2 separate regions of the Mus musculus genome follow, and region 2 is linked to region 1. Evidence: chromatin contacts called from public HiChIP or PLAC-seq data. All regions are on one chromosome and are shown on one strand. Each heading gives the region's core, a stretch centred on a gene start, on an enhancer-like site or on the middle of the called end of the contact. The rest is flanking DNA. Distances are from core to core; before and after follow the strand shown. Region 1 has its middle 20 kb from the start of Gm52195. Region 2 holds the start of Ppp1r1a (protein phosphatase 1, regulatory inhibitor subunit 1A).

What was found. HiChIP or PLAC-seq counts read pairs in DNA pulled down with a chosen protein or histone mark.
Region 2: a contact with region 1 is called in an H3K4me3 HiChIP or PLAC-seq map of bone marrow-derived macrophages, with 2.2 times the contacts expected there. The contact joins the promoter of Ppp1r1a here to the enhancer-like site in region 1. A contact is called at or near these places in 2 of 39 promoter capture datasets (cranial neural crest and frontonasal cranial neural crest), 1 of 484 Hi-C or Micro-C datasets (bone marrow-derived dendritic cells), 3 of 115 datasets of contacts at active chromatin or transcription factors (bone marrow-derived macrophages, embryonic stem cells and extraembryonic endoderm stem cells) and 1 of 9 other capture datasets (liver).

What each region holds. Positions count from the first base shown.
Region 1 is chr15:103,387,160-103,393,573 of GRCm38.p6, reverse strand. No RefSeq gene overlaps it. Among named protein-coding and RNA genes, the nearest start is that of Gm52195, 20 kb to the left of the region's middle. Within about 2 kb of position 4,848, at least 6 of the 459 cell types and tissues checked have an H3K27ac peak or open chromatin away from gene starts, as enhancers often do. A contact at or near this core is called in bone marrow-derived macrophages, where this site is marked.
Region 2 is chr15:103,535,531-103,541,832 of GRCm38.p6, reverse strand. Ppp1r1a (protein phosphatase 1, regulatory inhibitor subunit 1A) reads left to right here and starts at 3,841. Exons shown (of 7, transcript NM_021391.3): 1 at 3,841-4,038. The coding sequence starts at 3,955.

The DNA.
Region 1 (6,414 bases), core at 3,599-6,098:
TGCCTTTAATACAGCACTCCAGAGACAGAACCAAGTAGATCTCTTGAGTTTGAGGCTAGCCTGGTATGTAGATAGCAAGATCTAGAACAGTCTGAACTGCATAGACCCTGTCTCATCTCAGATAGAGAGAGAGAGAGAGAGAGAGAGAGAGAGAGAGAGAGAGAGAGAGAGAGAGAGAGAGAGAGAGATTGGAAAGAAAATTGAATTTGGGGCTGAATCAATGGCTCAGCAGTTAAAAGCAATGACTGCTCTTCTAAAGGACCTAAGTTCATCTCCAAGCATCCATGTGATTGCGCATGACTAATTCCAGTCCCAGGAGATCCAGTGCCCTCCCTGACTTACACAGGCATGTATGCATTGTATGCATGCAAAATACCCATACACTTAGAATAATAAATTCTTTCCTTTTGGGGGGGGGGGTGCGGTGGGTGAGACATGGTTTCTCTGTATAGCTCTGGCTATCCTAGAATTTACTCTGTAGACCAGACTAGTCTCTGCCCTGAGTGCTGGGGTTAAAGGCATGTACCATCACCACCTGACTAGAATAATTTTTTAAGAATTAAAAAATAAGTATGAGTATTATCTCCCTCTCATCTCCCCCTGATCCTGTTTCCAAGCCCTTGCCTTTCCTCCCTTCTCTTCTCTCCCTGACATTTCATCTCTCCCTTCTACCCTGTCTCCTCAAAGCCCAGAGGGATAAGTACCAGATGCTAGCATATTCTCCCCTACATTGTTCCCACCCTTCAAAAAGCCATACAAATTGTGCTGCGAGGACTGAGTGAGCAGTTGGAATTAAAGGAACGGTGGTTATGCAAACAGTGACAGAAGTGGTAATAAGAGACCGAAGAACAGCCCTGTCATGGGATGTAATGATGCACACCTTTAGCCAGTACTCAAGAGGCATCTAGTCAGCCTGGTGTGCATAGCACAGGGCAGCCAGAGCTACCTAGTGATCCTGTGTTAGAACCTTGGAAATGCCAAACTTTCTGTGCCTCATTTACCTCCTTTATGAAGAGACAGAAGTAAGTGCTTCCAAGGTTTGCCTAGCACTAAAATTTTGATGGCTTTATTTACCTGGGAAAATAATTTATAACTAAGATTGTATAAAAGAGATAAATGAAAAAGTTAATTATGTATCCATTCTAGGGTTTTGGTTACTGTATAAGATTTTCCTATCATCCTTAAATCATTCTCTGAGACCATCAAATGAGAGGAGGGAAGCAGAGGCAGAAGTAGCCTCTCATATGTCAAATCAGAATCAGATTTTAAATCACAGAGCAGCCTCCGTGTTCCCTGATATTCCTACTTGGAATCTGTTAATCTGTTCCCTGGAGTTGTGGGGTGGTGATTCTTCAAAGAACCATCACTAGTTTCTAAGGGCAGTAAGGCTCATCAGAAAAGCCTGTCTGTTATAAAAGTGCACTGAAAGCATCATTTAGGCTGTTAGCTAGGCCAGAGATGAAATGATGAAATGATGCTTCTTTCTGCTAGGGCCTGTAGCCCCCTCTGGGCAATTTGATGGGCTTATGATGCTTTTGGCCTAGTTTTTTCTGTCAAGACTTACACTTCATTCTCTTCTGTGAAATGAACTGCATTTCATAACATCATTTACACATAAATTTTCCAAATAGTAGCCAAGGGTTGTTTCTCTCAAAATAAGAGATACCCAGAAAACTCTGATGTCGGAAAGTGTGTGTGGCCTTTTTCTCCTCTGCTAAAGTGCTTACTGCCTGTGCTGCAAAGCTTCACATCAATTGAGCATAGTCACTGGGTACCTCTCCCCTTACTCCCTGCTTCATACAAGCCTTCTCTGATGAAAACTGCAAAAAGCTGGTATGTCAGTTCATACGGCCTTCAGCCAAACCCTTGCACAGAAGTGTTTTAGGTTAGGAAATAACATATAACATACTCTTCCTGAGTATGTAACACACGGGCTAGGGCTTGCCTCCCCTTGCTACAGGAAAATGACTGAGGGTTTAGTTCAGGGAAAGATGATACCAACCCATGTGAGAGCTGTGGCTCTGACAAGCTAAATAAAGTGAGATGTACACATGAAGATCTGTTTTAGTTACAGCCCTCCCCTCAGGCCTTTTATAGTCAGTGTCAGTGTTCTGGAAGCATCTTCCAAGTACCTATCACCTCCATCATAATTGTTGTAAATGCTTATTTTAAAATGCAGAGACCTGGGCATATGTCCAGGTCCTGAATCAAAGTATGTGGAAGCCACATTCAAAAATCCATCTCTCACAGTACACCTCATGGTATAGGCAAAAGAGTTTCTAAAATCACTACCAAAAAAAAGGCTTTTTAGACATTCACAAGGAAGATGATTATATCTTTAGTCCTTTAAAAGTCCACAAACTTGGTCTGGAGAGAAGAAAGACCAAGAAGTTCAGTACCACCTATAACTCCAGTTTAGGGGTTTCTGTACCTCTGGTATCCCCAAACACTAGAGCTCCTGAACACAGGCCTATACACATGAGTAATTTAAAAAAAAATGTTTTTAAAGTTAAGATACTGGAAACTGAAGGAGGACTTAACAGTAGCAGCACTGGCTTATATACCAGAGAACCTGGGTTTGACTCCTGGCACCCACATGGTGGCTACTAACTATAATTCCAGATCCAACACCTTCTTTTGGCCTCCTGGAGCACCAGGCATGAAAGTGCTACACATCTTCAATACCAGCCCTTAGGAGGCAGGAGTAGGCAGATCTTTGAATTTGAGGCCAGCCTGGTCCAGGAGAGCCAGGACTACATAGAGAATCCCTGTCTCAAAAAAATCAAAAAAGTGGTGCACAGATGTAAGTGCAGGCAAAATGCCTTTAACACATAATTTTAGTACTGGTTGTCTGGGAAATCACTATGTAACCAGGCTGGCTTTGAACTCAAATACTTTTTTTTTTAATTTTATGAAAAATCCACAGACTAAGAATTACAAGTAAACAGTATAGTGTAGTAGTGATTAAAGATAGAAGACCTGAAGACCATGAATTCCTAGTCCCCCTGCCTCCACCTCTATAGTGCTGACATTACAGGAGTAAGACACAATACCTGGTTTATGTGGTGGTAGGGATTGAACCCATCCCTACTTCAACAATAAAGGATTTATTTCAGAACTCCTAACTCACAAATGACTTTCCCTTCTGAAGATGCAACCCAGTTTCATGGACAATCCAGTTTCCATTAACTAAATGACTTAATGGGACCTAGTGGTGTTAATCTCTGCTAAATGAACAGGGACCATGAACAGTAGACAGCACCTCCAGTTCCCTATATTTGAATCAGGTAGAGAGCCAATGAAGGTAATACCTTCTTCCTACCCAAGGAGGCTTGTGGTTTGTTTCATCTACCCAACTGCTTCCTGTTGGCAGTAGGAGGATGTAATTGTATGATAGATACTTTTTTGGATTTTATTTGGAGCTCCTGGCTGATAACTTTCCACCACCACCACTACCCATCAAAGGAAAGCTATAAAAATTATAATTTTCCCCCAAAGCAGGTCATAGGAACTGTAGTCTTTCCCTACCTTTCTGTCCTAGAGCTAGACATGAAGAAATTCTCTGACCTGCCCTTTACGTCATTCCAGAAATGTCTGCCCAAACCCAGAAGGAGGAATGTTGTATGGAGGTCAAGAAGACTGCAAAAGCAGACAGGCCTTCATGAGTGTCTCACCTGGTCTTGTTAGGGTTGGAAACACATAAGTCTTCATAAGACCACACAGGATGGGACTTGGAGAACTTGGGTAGTAGCTGATCAGATTTCTGGAAGATAACAGACCTGGAGAATAGTATGTAACACCCAGGACATGGAAACTTGTTAGCCCTTCAACTGTGCTTCACTCTCCTGCACATCTCTCTGTATTCTTTTATATTCTTTATGACAAACTAGTAAATGTGTTTCCTAGAGGTTGGGGAGCCACCCAGGCACATTAACCCAGAAATGGGGGTTGTAGGAATCTTACTTTGTAGGCAGTTGGTCAAAAAAACAAAAAAAAACAAAAAAAAAACAGCCAAAGGAATTATCTGATACTATTTCCTAATAACATCCAAATTAAATTGAATTAGGCTACATACCCAGTGCCTCTGAATGTCTTGCTTACTTTGTGGAGAATAAACACACACACACACACACACACAATGCTCTGTATTGTTTTGAGTTTGTTTTCCCAAAGTTGACTCCAGTCACCCTGGGGACCCTGAATCAAGGAACTGTGAAACACTTTATCCAGCCTTAGGAGGAAAAAAAAAAAAGTTTTCATTGGAAAAAGGCAACCTGTAAGGGGAAAAATACATGAAGTCTCCCTGAAAAGATAACTCACGAGAGAAAAAAAATCACCTCAACTAAAAGGAAGAATTTAACTCTGTAACAAAGGTGAAGTTCTGGGATGAAGAGACGGCTCTGGTTACTCTTAAGATTTATTTATTTATATGTAAGTACACTGTAGCTGTCTTCAGACACTCCAGAAGAGGGAGTCAGATCTCGTTAGGATGGTTGTGAGCCACCATGTGGTTGCTGGGATTTGAACTCCAGACCTTCGGAAGAGCAGTCGGGTGCTCTTACTCACTGAGCCATCTCACCAGCCCCAGAACTCAGATTTGAGTCCTACCACCCACATGGTGGTTCACAACCATCTGTAACTTCAGTTCCCAGGGGTTGGGTACCCTATTCTGACTTCTAAGGCCACTAAGCACTCATGTGGTACACACACATACATGCAAATGAAACATGTAAGATAAGTTTTAAAATCTTTAAAAAAAAAAAAAAAGTTCCAATGAGACATGGCTGTGGAGCTCCATGGTGTCCAGCAGGTGGCATTCAAATCTAAGTGGCCTGAGAGAGGCATAAGCAGGGTACTCTTGAGGTTTTGCAGTATGTTCGTCCTAACACACCCATACCTCCTTTTTCTTCCTTCCCTTTCTTAGAAATGATGCCCTGTTAGGCTGGGCTGGGCCAGAGCTTAGTTGGTAGAGCTTTTGTTTCACATACATAAAGCCTTGGGTTCAATCCCCAGCACCCCATAAACTAGACATGATAGCACATATCTGTAATCCTAGCACTTGGGAGATGAGGGAAGATAAAAGTTAAGGTTGTCTTTGGCTAAATAACAAGCTGGAGGCTAGCCTAGGATATGTGAAATCTTGTATTTAAAAGAGGGACAAAACAGGGAGGGAGAGAAGGGCAAAGAGAAATTGGAATACATACCATAAGACCTGTCAGCTTCTGGTATCTAGCTAAGGAAGCACCAGGGACACCAAGAAAATCTGGGAAAGTCAGGCTTAGTGAAACATGCATGCAATCCCAGCATTTGAGAAGTAGAGACATAAGGATCTGGAGTTCAAGACCAGTTTAAGCTATGTGAGACTCAAAAAGGGCCAGTGAGTAAAAGGCACTTGCTGCCAAACCTGGAAGGCTGAATTTGATCCCTGGGACACGCATGTTCGAAGAAGAGAACCTATTCCCACAGGTTGTCCGCTGATCTCCATACAGTGTGCCATGGTATCCCTACACCCACATGTATACATACATGCATGTACACAAAAATTCAGTATTTTTTTAATCTGGGGCTGGACTGACGGTTCGATGGTTCTTAATTGAGGACCTGGGTCCAGCTCCCCTCATGATAGCTCACAACCATTTTTAACCCAGTTCTAGGAGATCTGATACTTCTAAACTGTGGGTACCAGCCATAGAGAATTTTGGAAAGCTTTCCTAAGCACAGACTCTGGGCTGTCCACAGATTCTAGATTAGCAGTGAGGTAATCTCTCACCTGACAATCAGGAAATGCCTGCATATTTTTTTTTTAATTTGGTGGGGAGAAGGGAGGCAGTGCGTGAGTTCCCCAGCAAAAGCCAGTATCTTTTTTTTCTCCATTTTTTTTTTTGTACGGGGTACACACATGCCATGGTGCACATGAGGAAGTCAGATGACAACTTGTAGGAATCAGTTTTCTCCTTCCACTATGTGGGTCCTAAGGTTTGAACGAAGGCTATCAGGCTTGGCAACAATGTGCCTTTACCTGTTTAGCTGTCTCACAACCTTCAATGCCAAGATATTTTAATTGATTAAAAATAGCATACAGATAGCTGGGTGGTGGTGGTGCACAACTTTAATGCCAGCACTCAGGAGGCAGAGGCTGGTGGATCTCTGTGAGGTCAAGGCCATCCTGGTCTACATAGAAAGTACCATGACAGACAAGGAAACCCTATCTCCAAAAAGGAGGAGGAGGATGGAAGGAGGAAGGGAGGAGCTAGAGAGATGACTTGGTGGTTATAAGAGCACTGGCTGCTCTTCCAGAGGTAATGAGTTCAATTCCCAGAAACCACATAGTGGCTCACAACCATCCATAGTGGAATCTGATGCCATCTTCTGGTGTGTCTGAAGACAGCAATAGTGTATTCATATACATAAAAT
Region 2 (6,302 bases), core at 2,592-5,091, 150 kb before region 1:
ATCGCTACCTCTTGGTTGGTCTTCTAATGAAGACCATCTGGGCACCCATGTATTTCAGGAAGTCATCTAGGTCATGCTCTGCCATTGGCCTCTAGCTTTCTGCAGCAAGGGCACTGACATGATGCCAGTCCCTAGGTCAAGTGCTTCTGGTCTCTAACCTGAGAATTTGAATGGCTGCTCCTAAGTGTCTTCTACCTCAATCAGTGTTCACCATGGTTAGTGGAACAGTAAAGCACTTTGAAAGAGAATGAGTTGAATGAGCAGTGCCAGCACCATTCCCAAGGGCACCTGAGACAGACTGCCACCAGTGCCTGGCAGAACTGCAGTGACAGGGCTTTTCCACAGGCAAGTGGGCCTTCACAAGCTCCCTCTTGCAGCTCATCACAGAGACCATGCATCCATGCCAATGGGACTTTTGTACCTCCAATAGGTTCTAGAAATATCTCCAGATATCTAATATCTTTAGATGTGGGAAGCCTGCAGAATCACAGTCTCCAGAATGGTACCCACTACTCTTCTCCAACATTCCTACTTCACAGGACTAGATTCTTAACAACTCTGGATTTTTCCAAAAGAGCAAAGTCACTCCATAGGTCAGAAGCCATGGTGAGGATGTTCAGAGTATAGGCCACAAGCTCTGAAGTGGTTCCAAAAGAGGTTCTAGAAAGGTTTAAGAAACAGCAGCACCTAGCATGAGCACATGGCTTCCCAAGAAACCATGCAGATGGGCTTGTTGCTCCTTTGGGGGTGAAAAGCAGCTGCTAGCCTTCCTTCTGCAGAACTGTACAAGCAAGTGTGTACAAACAACTGTGTGGACAAGTGTGCAAGCACCATGCACTCCACCCCCCCCCCAGGAGTGCACTTTGCTGCCTGACCAAGCCAAAGTGTCTGGAAGCTGAAGGCAAGGTCCTTCCCTCTCACCCTGACCCTGTGACTTCCTGGCTGAGGCTTGCTCACCTTAGACCGAACATTAGAACAGGAAGCTATCTGCAGGCTGCCTTGACTCCCAAAAGGGAGCAGAGTGATCCCAGAGCCACCCAGGGCACTGGTAGCAGAGGAAGGTTTTGAACTTGACCTCCCAAATTCCAGCCTAGGTGGCTCCATTTCTCTACAGCACCCTGGTTGACCACCACCACCCCACACACACACACACACACACACACACACACACACAGGCTTAGTTGTGGGGATTGGTGAAATTAACACTGAAGTTAATGGAGCAAGGAGGGTAGATCAGCAAAAACAAGGTGCAGTCCATTAACCTGGAAGACTACAAACAGCAGGGAGAGTGGATCATTAGGTAATGGCATCACCAAGTCACATCCCTATAACTTTAAATATTCATAAGCCATAAGGGTGCCCTAGAGTAGTTATGGCTCTGCCACCTGGGCTGCAGCAGAGGGGTGACCACTTGGCCACTGCTCACATAGACACATTTGAAAAGGGAAAGAAACAGGTTCACTCTTACTCTCCAGGCAGGCACAGGCCTCTGCAACTCTCCAGACCTGTGTATGCAATCCTCTCTGCTTCCCACATGCGTAACAGGTGCTCACAGCTACTCACTCAGCTCAGGGCATAAATAAAGGTCAAAACGACATGCACACACCATCACAGTCACCCCTCCACTTGGCCTGCAAAAGCTGTGCTGGGGCCCATTCCACCTCCCACCTGCCAGTCAGCCCTTTATCCTTGTGCCAGGTAGTTATCTTTCCACGGGCTCTCTTCTCTAACCACCACCTCTCCCAACCCACTATATTCAACCACCACTCCTCTCCAGCTGCTCTCAAGACCCCTCTTTTCATCTCCCCTAAGTATCTCTTGGCCCCCACCTAGCCTGGAACTTTCAGATCAAGGAAAGTCAGAATCTGGGGGGTTGAGAAGGGAATCCCAGGGCTGAAATTTGAGAGAAATAAAGGAACATGGAAGAAATCTAAGCAAACTGGACTACCCCATAATAGTGGAATCTCATAACAGCCCAAATAGAGAAGCCTTCAAGCTGGAATTCTACATGAAACAAGCCAGTATTCCCCCCAGCACTACCTTAGATGTGGCCTGCCTCTGTGTCAGGTCCCTTGCTCCACGGATCCTCAGCTATGAAACATGGAAATTCTAACACTACAAAGAAGATGGGGGCTGAGCTCCTGAATCAGGGGTGGGGACTGTCCCTTCAGGTCATCCAGGCCTGGCCAAGAGGATAGAGAATGTCCCTCTCTAGAAGCACTATGCCCCTAAGTGTATGTGTGGGAGGGAGAAGCAAAGAGAAGGAAAATAATGGCCCAGCCCTAAGACACCGTCTGCCCTGTCTCCCATATTATTGATTCATCACCTCTCCGTGCACATTGCACTGGGATGTGGGTAAACAGACATTGGGATCCAGGGACACTGAACATTTTCCCTACTATCCAAACAGAGCAAAAAGGCTGGGAGAAGCATTCCCAGAGTCCCATTACTTCAACAGCAAATGGAGGAGCAACTGGCTATAGAACCTTCAGGGCTGCTGAGTGGCTGCAACCTGGCCTTGCCCTGGAGAAAGCTGAGCCTGTCTGCTGTGTAAAAGGATCCCTAGGGGAGGAAGGGGGTGAGGGTGGGGCTATTTTTGGAGGGAAGAGGGGAAGGGGCCATGGAAAACACACCAGAGAACTCCAGACTGAGGTTTAAAGCTGCCCCCTAGAGTGGGGGATGACCAAGGCCCCATTCCCCTGGAGCCAAGCTTAAACCTAGATAGACCCTGCCCTCTGTTCAGTTTAAGACTACAAAGAAACTGATCTCCCCGTACTTCCATACCCCCCCTTCAGCACTATAGGCCTTCTCCTTCTCTATCTCAGTTCCACTGTGCCTCCTGAATACATTAGGAACCCTTCCACCTCTCCAGCACCCACCTCTCTCTGTCTAGTGACCCTAACCCTAGTACAGAGCACTTCAGTTCCTATGAATATCCTGTCGCCTTCACTGGTTAGTACCGAGTGGCATGTTGATCCCATACCAACCCAGTAAGTTCTTCTAGTAGTCTAACTTCCATGCCAATAGTCACGACAGAGCAGGGCAGAGCATTTTCATTGTCCTGCCAACAGTGAAAGTGGACACCAGCCATCTGTAAACAGGCCACCCCGGTGGGGTGTCCTCCACTCCCCATCCCCATCCCTGTAATCCCCTTAAAGGCCTTTCACCTACTTTGCAGCTCACAATGTAGCAAGCAGAAAGTGAAATCTATTTCACAAGCAGGATTGGCTTTCACCTCCATGGCTTCTTCTTTACCCTAAATGGCCCTCTCCCCAAGCCCTTGGTCCACTCACACTCCAAAGAGTCTTACTCTGCCGACTCTCTGAGAGCTTCCCCTCTTCTCTCTCTTGTCCAGGAGTGTTCCCTGAACAGTAGCCAAAGCTCGCACCTGCCCTCAAAGTTTTCACATCCACTCTAGTAATTGGCCTCAAGGGGAAGTTCCCTCCCAGTCTAACTTTAATCCCTCCTGCTGTGTACCTAAATCTCCTTTCAATCTTTTCTCTTTGTGAAATCTCCTTTAGATCATAAACATAATCTACCTCTGGAGCTGTGTCCTTTCTTTTTTCCAGACCATGAAACCTGCACCAGCTTGAAGAAGTTCTTGATAAAACCTTTCCACACCCACCCCCTGCCCAGAATTCTAAAATACCTGGATGCCGGCCCGCGGGTGGTCTAGGACAGCGACCAACCGGGGTCTGGATCCTTAGCTTGAGGGGCGGCGACCTGCACAGCCGCCAGCACAGCCACGACGGGGTTAAGGCTCGGGACTGGGGGAGGAGGGGGCCGGGAGGGACGGTGACGAGCCAATCCGCAACAACACAGTCCCCAAGCGGAGCGGGGCGCGCCGAGCCAGGAGCTGCAAGCCGAGCGCCGGGCTGGGGCCAGGGCCGGAGCGCAACAGAGAGGGAGCGCGCCCGCCCCAGCCCGAGGTCCGCCGCTGCCTGACCGGGAGCCATGGAGCCCGACAACAGCCCACGGAAGATCCAGTTTACGGTCCCGCTGCTGGAGCCTCACCTGGACCCGGAGGCGGCGGAGCAGGTACAGGCAGGGCGGGGCAGCAGGACTCGGCGAAGGACTGGGGACCTGGCCGTGAGACTTGAATCCCTGCCTTGCCCCAGCGCGGCACCACACCTCTTCAGGAACGCACTCGCCCAGTTTATGGGGGTCTCCATACCCTCCCCCAACAGCGAGGCCACACCTCGGTCACCAGTATGGGTCCCTGTGGCGGGTGTCTCCAAGAGCATCGTTCACTCCCAGCCCAGCCATAGGGACACGACCCCTCCTCCCTCACTGGCGACCTTACAGCCCCTCACACCCAGTCAACCCCCAGAGTTTCCCGGCTAAGTGGCATTGGTAAGCTGAAGGGTACTGCCGGGAGGATGTTGCGGGCGGGGGGCGGCGAGTGAGCAGAAGAGACAGCTCTCCTCCCCTCCGTGTCATCTGGAGGCTGAGTGTGGCACCCAAAGGGATGAGAACAGCTATGGAGGAGTTTTAGAGCAAGGACGGGGGAGGGTGGAGGGGTCTGCAAGCTGATGTTCCCTTCTGCAAGTCAGAGCACGTGGGACCTGGGTATAACTCTGCCCTATGGAGTAGGGAGTGGGGGTGAGATGCGGGGCGCAGCGCGGCGATCTGGAGCGTCTGGGCCTGGGGTCCAAGCTTAGCCACGAGCAAGCCACCAAGAAAGCTTGGCTCATCGGGTGGGAGTGCAGGGCCCTGGCCCAGCCTCCTGGCCTGGCCTATTTTTAGCTCTGAGCAGCCTGGCAGAGGCGGCAGTGTGTGAGTGAGCAGTGTGTGTCAGCGTCAGTGAGCGTATGGAAGGGGCTACTATCTGCAGCCTGCCTTCTTTTGCATTCCCTGGATTGTGAAGACCATCCCTCCCCAAGAGCATCCAGCTCCCCAGGACTCCTGCCCCCAGCCACTCACTGTCAAGCTCTCCACCTGAAAGAATCAGACCTCTGGGGATGAGCAGGAGAAAAAGGTTTCCACATTGCTAGAGCCGATTCATAGAATTGGGTGTGGATGAAAAGGGACCCAGCAGGTGTACACTTTGAAACTTCTACTTCTCAGATCCAGGGAGGAGCAGGTACCCAGCTTCTCCTCTCCCTACCTGGGGACCAAGGGGCTGGAGAGGGAGTTTGAGACCTCACACACATGAGATGAGGAGAATGAAGACTGTTTCTATGGACTATGCCTATGCCCAGAAACAGCAGATTGGCTCAGACGACTTTTGAAACAGGAAAGCAGGCCCAGAAGTGGAGACTGTGGGAGCCAGAGGTTCTGAGATCTGCCTCCCAATGGCAGACAGGACCTGACACCTGCTTCTGTTTGGTGTCAAAGGGGTTTGAAGGGGCTGGTGAGATGGCTCAGTGGGTTAGAGCACCCGACTGCTCTTCCGAAGGTCCAGAGTTCAAATCCCAGCAACCACATGGTGGCTCACAACCATCCGTAACAAGATCTGACTCCCTCTTCTGGAGTGTCTGAAGACAGCTACAGTGTACTTACATATAATAAATAAATAAATCTAAAAAAAAAAAAAAAAAGGGGGTTTGAAGGAGGGCTGGCCAGCTGGTTTACAGAGCTGGGGACAAGGGAACACAAGAGGGCACATGACAGTGTTGGGGAGTCAAAGTGAGAGAAAAGCTGGGACTCTGTCTGCTCTTTTCTAGTCTTCAGAAATCTGTCTCCTGGCTCTGAAAGTTTGCCCCGGTTCTTCCTGCTGTTACCAAGTATGTAGGCAAAAGCACCAAACATAGCAGGAGCTCCTACCCCAACTTCCATGGGGTGGAAGTGGGAGGGTGAAGAAAAAGTGGGAAGCTAAGTGTACAGCAGAGTGTGGGGACAGCCCTCCTCCACAACCTTCAGATGTCCTTGAGAGCTAGGTTAGGTAGGGGCAGAAACAGAAAAGAGCCATCTCTCTTGGGATCCAGGGAGTCTCCTCCTGCCTCCTGCCTCCTGCCTCCTGCCTCCTGCCTCCTGCCTCCTGCCTCCTGCCTCCTGCCTCCTGCCTCCTGCCTCAACACCACAATTCTCAAAGACTCAGAGTGCTTCAAATCCCTGTCTGGGGTTGGGGGTTGGGGGAGTCTGTTAAGTAAGGTAAGTAAGAGTCTGTCCAACCTCAGAGCCCTGCTGACCTTTGGTCATGGGCTCCTTGGGTTCCCAATACAGGTACTGCATCAAGTCACTGATACCCCTTCCACAGTCTCAGTCACTTCCACTACTCTCCAGTGGCAACCCCACCCCCACCAAAACAGAAAGAAAGTAAGGGATCAAAGGGATGGTCCCACTCCCACATACACGAAGCA